2 separate regions of the Macaca mulatta genome follow, and region 1 is linked to region 2. Evidence: chromatin contacts called from public Hi-C data. All regions are on one chromosome and are shown on one strand. The core of a region is the stretch at or near the end of the contact, and the rest is flanking DNA. Distances in the headings are between cores, read along the strand shown. Region 1 holds the start of RAP1B (RAP1B, member of RAS oncogene family). Region 2 holds the start of MDM1 (Mdm1 nuclear protein).

Region 1 (4,915 bases), core at 1,781-4,280, 280 kb after region 2:
GGAAAAGAGGAAACACAATGAAAGACCTTGTAGAATTACTGTCTAATAGATATGCCAATGGATGGATTATTTAAGAAAAGCAGAGAGGTAAGTGTCAGGCTTGAAGATCGGGTAATTTAAAAGATGGTGATACAATTCACAAAGGAAAAGGAAAAGGAAAAGAAACTGGTTTGGTTACAAAGACAATGAGTTCAGTTTGTACACACGACCAGTGCAAATTGCCAGTGGAATATCCTGGAGAAGAAGTCAAGGAAATAAATAGGAAAAGAGGCTCAAACTAAAAAGTGAGTTCAGTTCTAAGAGATGCAGATTATGGTATTCTCTGCATAGTGATAACAGTTTAATACGAATACAATGATTTCCAGTCTAATAAGAGAAAATGTGTTTTTAATTAAATAGATTATTTCACACGTTCTCTCAAACTCTAAAAATTCTAGCTTCCATTTTCTAAAACCAATTTCTTTCTGGAAAAAAAAAAATCAATTGCCCAAAGGACAAAGAGTTTTTCTAAAAAAAGAAAGAAAAAGCACAGTGTTCCCAGGTAACACTTCTGTGAGCTCAAAGTTTCAGACTTTCAGTTATCAAATTTTTATGCAATAATTGAAGTTAGTAAAGTCAAATTTATTTGTAATTCACTCATTCCTTGAGAAGTTACAATAATTCCAACGGACTGCTCTGAAATTTGCCTTTGAAACTTTCATTTAAAAAGGGTTTTCTGTGGCTCAAGCCTGTAATCCCAGCACTTTCAGAGGCCGAGATGGGAGGATCACGAAGTCAGGAGATCCAGACCATTCTGGCTAACCCGGTGAAACCCCGTCTCTACTAAAAAATACAAAAAACTAGCCGGGAGAGGTGGCGGGCTCCTGTAGTCCCAGCTACTCGGGAGGCTGAGGCTGGAGAATGGCGTAAACCCGGGAGGCAGAGCTTGCAGTGAGCTGAGATGGCGCCACTGCACTCCAGCCTGGGCGACAGAGTGAGAATCCGTCTCAAACAAACAAAAAAAAAAAGCATTTTCTGAAAGAATGGATGTTACGTGTTCTCATAAAAAAATGCTAACTCAAGGCCCAGCGCAGTGGCTCACGCCTGTAATCCCAGCACTTTGGGAGGCCGCGGGAGGCAGATCACCTGAGGTCAGGAGTTCCAGACCAGCCTGACCAACACGGAGAAACCCCATCTCTACTAAAAATACAAAATTAGCCAGGCGTGGTGGTAGATGCCTGTAATCCCAGCTACTCCGGAGGCTAAGGCAGGAGAATCGCTTGAACCCGGTGGGGCGGAGGTTGTGGTGAGCCGAGATCACGCCACTGCCCTCCAGCCTGGGCAACAAGAGAGAAACTCTGTCTCAAAAAAAAATTAAAATAAAAATAAAATAAAAAAGCTAACTCAGCCGGCGCGGTGAGTCACACCTGTAATCCCAGCACTTTGGGGGGCTGAGGCGAGCGCATCATCTGAAGTCAGGAGATCGAGACCATCTTGGCTAACCCGGTAAAACCCCGTCTCTACTAAAAAGTAGCTGGGCGTGGTGGTGTGCGCCCATCATCCCAGCTACTTGGGAGGCTGAGACAAGAGAATCGCTTGAACCTGGGAGGCAGAAGTTGCAGTGAGCCAAGATAATGCCACTACACTCCAGCCTGGGTGACAGAGCAAGACTCTCAAAAAAAAAGAAATAAATAAAAAGTAACTCTGTGAGGTAATATGTTAATTAGCTAGATTTAACCATTCCATAATGTATACATTACTTGAAATGATCATGTTGTATACACAATAAATGCAGACAGTAAATAATTTTTTAAAAAATATTTTCCTAAGGAAATAGAAATTATCGAAGTAGGTAATATATTCAATTAACCTAAATTGTAAAACATTATAAAACACAGAGAACTGTTATAATTCATTCTCATCTATTCGTTTAACTCAGGTTAGCTTAGTTTTGAATCACTACATATTCTTAAAAGGAGTGAAATTAGTCACATTCCATTTATCTTCCAAATTTATCAACGTTTATGAAGATTTATTTCAAGAATAATTTGTACAGGGCCTAATTAAATTATGAACCAACAAAATTAGTCTTAAATGATCCTCAAGCCCCACTTTTTCCTGCACTTTGCTCTCTTAATCTCTTCGTCCATCAAAACTGCTTCAAGAAAAAGTTCTGGTAAGTTTCTTGTACTAAGGGTAAAAATGGTAAGTTCCCGTGTTAAGTTCCCGCCCTTTTTGGAAGGAGGCATTTTGAAACAGAGAGTGTTTTCTGGTGCCCTGAAGTCACACAATAAACCTACCTGCCTATGCGTAATCCTGTGAAGTGAATAAAGCGTCCAGGCCACGCATTTAAATACTCAATTTATTTTAGTTATATAAATGGCGTTGGTTTAGGTGCAGGGTACAAACTTATTTGGAAATCATAGTTTTGATAACTGCGTTTGGCAGGGTAATTTGGAAAGAGTTCGCCCGGGTTAAGACACCAATGGATGAAATACTTGTCAATCCCGGAGAAAAGGCATCTCAAGAATGGAAAGACTTGCTGGCTCGGGCTCCCTCGGGGAGTTCTAGGTGTAGGAACTGCGCGCTCTCCGTTACTTCTCGGTTACTGCCCAGCACAAAGGACGATGCGAATACCAACAGACTGGACGAGTCGGTGACTACAGTTTGCATTAAGAGGCGGCGCTTTTTGGGTTTCGGAGGGTTCCACTGGAACCTACCAGGGTCAGGAACACCGACGCGCGGATTCCGCCCACCAGACATCCTGGGGAAGCGAGCCTGAAGGCGCGGCGCAGCTAGAGAGAACCTCGGCATTCAGGTCGCCCAGAGGCAGCTAAGGGGCCCGTGGGCAGGGCCTGCTATCCGGCTGCGCCGCAGGCCGGCGAGAGGCCGGCGCCGAGGACCCGTCGCGCGGCGGCCAGGCCCCCTCGATTCCCCCTCGCCCCGCCCCCTAGGGCCCGCCCCTTCCCGGGCCGTGCACCCGCGCGCCCCGCCCGCGGGCGGAAGCTGGAGCGAGGCTGAACGCCTGACGTCAAGGCGACATCGCCAAACCTCGCCCAGAGTCAGGCGTGTAAACCAGCCGGAGCGGCGGCGGCAGCGGCAGGATCGCCGTGGCGCCGAGAGTAGCGACCCGGAGGGAGCGCGGGGCGACGCTGGCTGCGGGGACCCGGTGACAGCGTGAGAGGTTCGCAGAGTGAGTGCGTGGCCGCTGAGGGAAGCGGCGGTGGCGGCCGCGCGGGGCGGGGGCCGGGCGCCGGCTGAGGGGAGCGGGTGGGGTGCGGCGAGGCGCGGGCCGGGAGCGGCGGTCAGGGGCCCCGGCGGCGGCAGCCCCTTGGCGCGCGGCAGGTGGCGCGAGGGCCAGGCGCCCGGCCGGCTAGCGCGCTGCCTTGCGGGCCGGCGAGGAGGAGCCGCCGCCGCCGCCGCGGGGGAACAGCGCGCTTTGCGGAAGGGGTCAAATGTCTGAAATATGGCGGAGGAAGTGAGAGCCCGAGGACCCCCCCACCCGCCCGCTCTCTTCAGCCCGCGGCCGCCGCAGCTTCTCCCGCCGCCCTCCTTTCCCCGCCGGCTCCCCCGAAGACTCGCTCCCCGCCCCGAGTCCCCTCGCTTGTCGCCTGGGTTCCCTCCGTGGTATGGGTGGAAGTTAGAACGGAAACCATAAAGTTGTCCTTTGCGAAGACCCAGCTTCCCCTAGCCCCGAGCTAGGGAGAGGAGCCTTCGGGGGAAACCACTCCCCTGCGCCCCGCAGGCTTGAGCCTGACAGGGAAAAAGTTTGCCTGAAACGGGGCTGGCTTGCTCCATTTGTTGCGGGAAGTGGCAGGAGGAAGGCAGCGGAGGGAGCCCCACCTAGTCTGGCAGCAGCCACCGTGCAGAGAAAAACTGTTAAAGGGGCCTTTCCCTTCGTCAGCAAGAGGAAATCTCTTTATCTTACAGAGGGAGAGAAAATCCAGGAAGTTTGTCCTCTTCTCTTTTTCGCCATCTCTGGGTGTCTAATCCTAAAACTATCAGCGCCATGAATTTTATTTAAAACTACGCCCAATGAACCGGGCCCTCCGGAGTTTTCTTCTGAAAAACACTGATGTCTTTTGGAGAAAAGATCATTCTTGCAAGTTAAAGCAGATGGATTCCTTCCCCTTCGCTTTACCCCCTCTTCCCACTTTCTTTAATAGTTTAGAAAAACGTTTTGGCCGTGTAACTTCTGATTGGTATGAATAGAAGCAGTTGTGTGTTGCAGTAACGGGAAATCACATTTTTACGGGGTAGAAAGTTGACACTAAATGAAGATTGTGATTTTAGTATTTTAAAATTAATTCCGTCTAATTGGATTTTGGTTTTGCTGGCGGCATCTAATATATGTCGAGTACTTAACAATTTAAAGCTCTGACTCGTAAATTTACTTTTGAACTCTCTTTTTTTGTAATTAGAATACTATTTGGACTTGCTCAACAAGACCATATCTTAACAAGAAGTAACTTATATAAATAGAAAAGGGAGACATTCATTTAACTTCAAGCCCATATTACTCTTAAAAGCTGACTCTTGAAATAGTATTTTTGAGTCATAGTGGAGTCATGGGACTTTTTAAGGGCCGGAAGGGACTATTTAGATCATCCAGTCCCACCCTGTCATTTTATGGAGGAGGAAACTGAGGTCTAGATAAGATAACCAATTAGTGGGTCCACTGACCTTTAGGACAGTAGTCTATCCGTAAGAGACAACCTGGAGAAAGATAGTGAATTATCATCTTACAAAGAATATTCTTCCCATATCGCACTTTCTAAAAGTGGGTACCTTAGTCAAATAGGAGGAAACACCACTTGGGTAGTTTCATCCTCAGGTTTTAGGTAAGGAAACTGATACTCAGATTAAATAACTTTAAGCACACAGAGCCTGAATGATAGTCTTATTTGAGCCCATCTGTGCTTTTAATCTGTACTGC
Region 2 (5,304 bases), core at 767-3,266:
CTTACGGGGAGAAGGCCTGGAAATTATCACCAGACCAACCCCAAATTACAAAGTTTTTCAGAGCTGATATACCTTCTAAGCTATACGTCCACGTGTAAGTGTGCATTCATCTAAGGATGTAAGTGATTAACTTCTTTCAATCTATAAGTAAGGTCTGAGTCCTGAAGACCTTCTTCTGGAGCATCAGTAAACTTACTTTATCTAAATGCGTCTAGGTGCTGGGCTGATTACCCTTATCTTGTCTCCTGCTGAATCACGGAGGTTCGAGGAGTTCCTTCAGACCGCCAATAAATTTGTTTGTGGAGGCCTGGGGAGTTTCTGCAGACCCCCATTAAAACTTGTTTAATCCTAAATGGATCCTGTTAAGAATTCCTTATTTTGTCATGCTTTACGGCCCAGGAAAGGCCTAGGCAAAACTCTTGATGGGCTTTTGTTACTCCCCAGCCTCTGTGTAAGGGCACTGGCTTTTCTTAGCTTTTAATATTTAACTTTACCACTCAGTCAGTACTGAAACAGTTGTGATGGAGGCCTCCATTAGCGAAACCTGGCTGGCCACACTAGCTGCTGGGAATAGTCCTGGCTCATAGTAAACCTTCAATAAATATTTGATTAATAAATGAATAAATCAACCAGGCCAACTGAACTTTTAATATATCATTTGGCAAACTTAGCCCAAGGTTTACTTAGCCCAAGTTATAATGGCTTAGCCCAAGTTATAAACTTAGCCCAGGTTAGAATGGCTATTAGCTTGCTCAACTTACCTAATTGATCTGATCTAAGTCCAGCCCATGGGTACTTTCGCACCACGGAGGAATTACAAGACTCTGACAAATAAGACTTTTTCCACAGGAAGTTCCTCTGGTATTCACTCAGCCCCTGTAAAGAAAGTACACTTTGAGTACAGGGGAATTAATGAATGATGTTTTAAAGCAGACATCAGTGAAAAATAATTTCTGAACCTCCAAAGAGACTTAAGACTGAAAATTAAACACAGACGAGCTCCTTAATAAGAGCTAATATTCACCCAGCCCTGTGCTAAGCAGTTCACACGAGTTACATCCTTTAAGCCTCAACACCACTTGGGGCAGATGCTACCAGGAATACCAGGCTCAGAGGTTACCCTTTCACTGATTATCTGATTCCAAAGCATGCGTTCTTGTCGGATAACTAGTGACAATCTAAATTCTGATCACTCCACTAGATTTATCCCAGGTTTTCACCGAGTACACAATATTATGTATTATGCCTAGGACCTTTTGCTATTTGGTAAAGTCAACAAAAGGCAAACTCCCCTTCCATTCTGAATACACGCCTTTAAGATAAATGAGTCAGGAGGTGTGGGACGCTGTGGCCACCTGTTAAGTTGCAGGGTGCTAGTCCCTGACAGCTACCAGCTACCTGGAACTTTTAACATACCCTAAGAATGCACAACGATGAAAAATGTGTATTTCTTTATACCCTATCTTTACTAAGAACCCATTTCTCAAGCCTTTAAAAGCCACATACACTAAAGTTTTAAAGGTAATGGGGGTTAAATGCTAAGCTAAATGGCCCACAGGTGTCCCAAACGTAAGTCGCCTTTAGTTCTCTTCACAAAGTGGCCTCCTCCCATCTACACTCCTCTCGAGTCCCCTTAAGTAAATCTGTCTCGCATCATCTGACTCTTCGGCACACGGCAACTTGCAAATGTGAGTGAGCGGAGAGAGAACTAGGTAAGAAGTGGCGGACAGATTCTGGGGCCCCTCAGGCAGGCCCTGGGGCTGGCAGCTTCTGCCGGGCCGAGGGCTGCAGAGCTGAAAAGCAGCGTGACCTCGACGCTCCGCACCTCCCCAGCCGTGGCTCCCCCCAGCCACCTTCCGGCCCGGGGACCCCAGCCTCACCTTGAAGCGCACCGGCATGTCGCCCGGCGCCGGAGCCCCCGCCACTCCGACAGTTAACGGGACAAAAAGCTCCGAGGGGGCGGGGCGGTAACAGTCTGTTCCCTAGCAAACCCTCGGCACGGCGTCCCCGACTACGCGCCGGCGCACTCCGCGCTTCCCTCCTAGAGCCCTGTCGCTCTGTTTTTCCCCGCCCATTTTGGAGCCTAGGGACCAATAGAAACTCGTAGAGTGCCTTACCTCCATTAGGATTTGACCAATGAGTGACCGAAAGGGAGCCGCCTACCGCTTGCGCCAAATCCCGGGGGCTGATAGAGATGGCGGGCGGAAGGCCGGCCAATAAGGCTCCCGGAACCGGGCTGGGCGGGACCCCGGGGATGCCTTCCTGGGTTGGGTGGACCGGTCCCTGGTTCGCGGGCTCCAGCGCAGCAATGCGTCTACTTGCTGGTGGAATTCGCCAGCCGCCAGCCTCGCTGGCCCAGTGTGTTCTTCATTCTAAAATCTATGACAGAACCGAACGCTTCTTTTTCTGAAAGGGAAGTGTTCAGATCTATTCTGCTGAATACCGGTTCGTACAACTGACAGCCGCATTACAGTTTATTGTCACATCAAAGGGGAAAGGCCAAAAAATAAATATAGCTTAGGCAGGATTTTTGAAGCTTTATTGAAACTCGAAAACTGCTGTCTCTTCCTCCAGTGATGTTCTTCCTCCCTCAATCTCTACCCTCCCCTAAATGATGTACATACAGCGCTTAGATGAGAAAACGTTTATTAAAGATGCTTGTGAGTCTCAACTTCCAAACCTTCAGCCTTGTCTCTCCTCTCAACCTTTTTTTAAAAATGAAACTTCATCTTATTTTAATCGACTATTGCCATCATCGTCGATAAATATTTCTTGACAGAACACTGCTGATTCTGAGAATTGGGAAAGAAACAAATTGTCCAGATAGTTCTCTGATACACTTGGGAAGGATATATATTTATTCAATAATGGTGTAATGTGACGTGCTAAATTTCGAAGTGAAAGGTGTGTATGATAAAGGCTACAGGAACTGGGAGCAGGGAGTCATTTCTGAGGGCAGAAAAATGCCTCAGGAGGAAATATTCAGACTGAAAGGACTGAAATAAGTAAAAAGTTGGACGATGAAAGGGCAGATGTCTAAATGGAATGCTGCCAAGCTTGTTCCAGGAACAACAAATGAGTGCCTTTTACATTTGTCATGTGTTGACTGAATAAAAGTATACCTCTCTTAAACTTTCAAATATCAACACCAATGCTTGATGCTTCCCTTTAAGCATTTTCTGCAAAAGCTGTCTTCCTGAATCCTGATTGATGTATCCGTTCTTCTTCATCATCACTGAGATACTTAAAAATGCATTTGAAGAAGCCACCTGATATCTGGAACAAAGAGCATATTAAATTAGTCCCAATGCAGCCATGCATCCAGGGGGCCCTTGATTAATGTTAATTGGTGATGACAGCATCTCTGTCGTGTAAATTAAGAATGGCACAAACAAGACACAGTGGATCATAAAACAAAAGTCATCTGCAGGAAGGCAGCCCATCTTATAGAGTAAGAAAGGCACAACTCTGGTTGTGCACACAGCTTTGTTACCACAAAATGCTAAGGTGAAATCAGCAAGAGCAAGTGTGTAGAATGTAGCCTGTCTGCAAAACAAGGGCAGTTATCACTGCAGAAGAGCTCTGCTGAACAGGGAGTAAATGACAGAAAACCAAACAGCAGATGGTAAAAATAACTCAGTCACATCCCAGGCTTGCTGGAGAAGTATCATAAAGACTTAAGGAAGAAGATTTTACTTTACTGTTGTTAAACAAAAGCCTCCCCAAGTTTAAGAGGAAAAGATATAGAAATGGAAGAAAAAAAAAGTGACAACCTTAGTAAATGAGTTTTGTAGCCTGTTTTACCAGCTCTTATCTTGTCTGCTACTACAGGAAACAGTACCCAGTACCCTACAAAGTTCCATCCATTTTTTGGGGAGTCCCTAGGAGGTGTTACACATGTGCTGGCAGCAACCACATAGCATATGCTGGGCAGCACTGCTGCTTGTTCCAATAACCATGCATCTGTAGGTGTCACTCTTGCTGCTGGCTATCACAGTCACTTTAGCTTGGTACTGAGTCTGGGCATAGCAACTGGGCACAGCCACTCCTCAAATTGCCTGGCATTGGTGGTAATCTCTGGCAAAGCACCTCTCCTTTTTACGTTACCCTCTTTGAAGTGAGTAACACTATATCTTAGAGAACCTTCTTTTCATTTGTATTTTAGCCTTTCTCATCGCCAAAGGGCTCAAAATGAAGTCCATGGAGTCTAAGCCAAAGGGTAATTCCTCAAGTGACAGATCTCATGCTGTGCTTCTCCTTTCCACTAGCTAAGGCCCTCTTACTGGGACAATGGTATGACACCTGGCTCACTCTTCCCTTCGTTGATTTCTCTGTTTCTCATATGAATAGATTTCTGTCTATTGCTTGTGAGAGACTGAATTTGCACAACCTCTATGAAGGGCATTTTGGCAATTTGATCCAGGAGTCCCTGTTCTTTAAATTTATCTTACAGATAGACTCACATGTATGTGAAAAAAGTATTCATTTAAGGTTGTTTAATGTACTGTTTCTAGTTACAAAAGTTACAATTTAGAGAGAACTAGTCAAACAGATTACGGTTCATCCAAATCCAAAGAGTAGCGCAGACTGTTCTGCTCCTTTGGGCCTTCTGATTCTGCATGGATATGTTAGGTCCAGCTAGGAAAATAGACCGTACACTAGGCATTTCAACAAAGAGAACTTAATATAAGCTATTGGTTCATTAGTTATTGGAGAACTTAAAGCCAAAAGGCGAAAGAAGAGGAACTCCAGGAAGCAGCTCATACTGTAAGACTGAGAGAACAAAAGGAAAATGTTGAGGTTACTAGAATGAGGAGGTTTGTAGGAGAGTCCTCCTTGAGTTGGTCAGACCACTGAGACAGGGCCACTGTCCCACGGATGGAGTGCCTCTGAGGGGACAAAATGAGACTGCCTCTGGGAACATCTGGAAAAGAGAAAAGCTGGAGACTGCCACTGTGGGATAGAAGATCACTGTTCAGGTGCTGCGGGGAGGAACAGCAAGCAAAACAGAGCATCCCAGTCTTTCCCTAACCTCCTTTCTTGGCAAACAGAACAGGGAGCTGGCCATGTGATTTGCAGTGTCTGAAGGGTGAGACTGGAACTGACATGCAACAGCTTATTAAGTTGCACATTTCCATACAACCCCTAACAAGCAAGAGGCACCTCTTTATGAACTAACATAGAAGACTCTCAAAGAAAAAAAGCAAGGCTTAGAAGACTGTGTATGGTATACCATCAGTTGAGATAAAAGAAAGACAAGTGAATAAAAGAAAGAAAAAAACTGTCGTATGATGTATAATGATG

What was found. Hi-C and Micro-C count contacts between places; a contact is called where the count stands out from the background.
Region 1: a contact with region 2 is called in a Hi-C map of fetal cortex germinal zone, with 2.3 times the contacts expected there. The contact joins the promoter of RAP1B here to the promoter of MDM1 in region 2. A contact is called at or near these places in 2 of 14 Hi-C or Micro-C datasets (fetal cortex germinal zone and fetal cortical plate).

What each region holds. Positions count from the first base shown.
Region 1 is chr11:75,729,079-75,733,993 of T2T-MMU8v2.0, forward strand. It overlaps RAP1B (RAP1B, member of RAS oncogene family), which reads left to right and starts at 3,031. Exons shown (of 8, transcript NM_001198678.1): 1 at 3,031-3,163.
Region 2 is chr11:75,450,264-75,455,567 of T2T-MMU8v2.0, forward strand. MDM1 (Mdm1 nuclear protein) reads right to left here and starts at 2,017. Exons shown (of 12, transcript XM_077954695.1): 1 at 1,881-2,017; 2 at 762-876. The coding sequence starts at 1,898.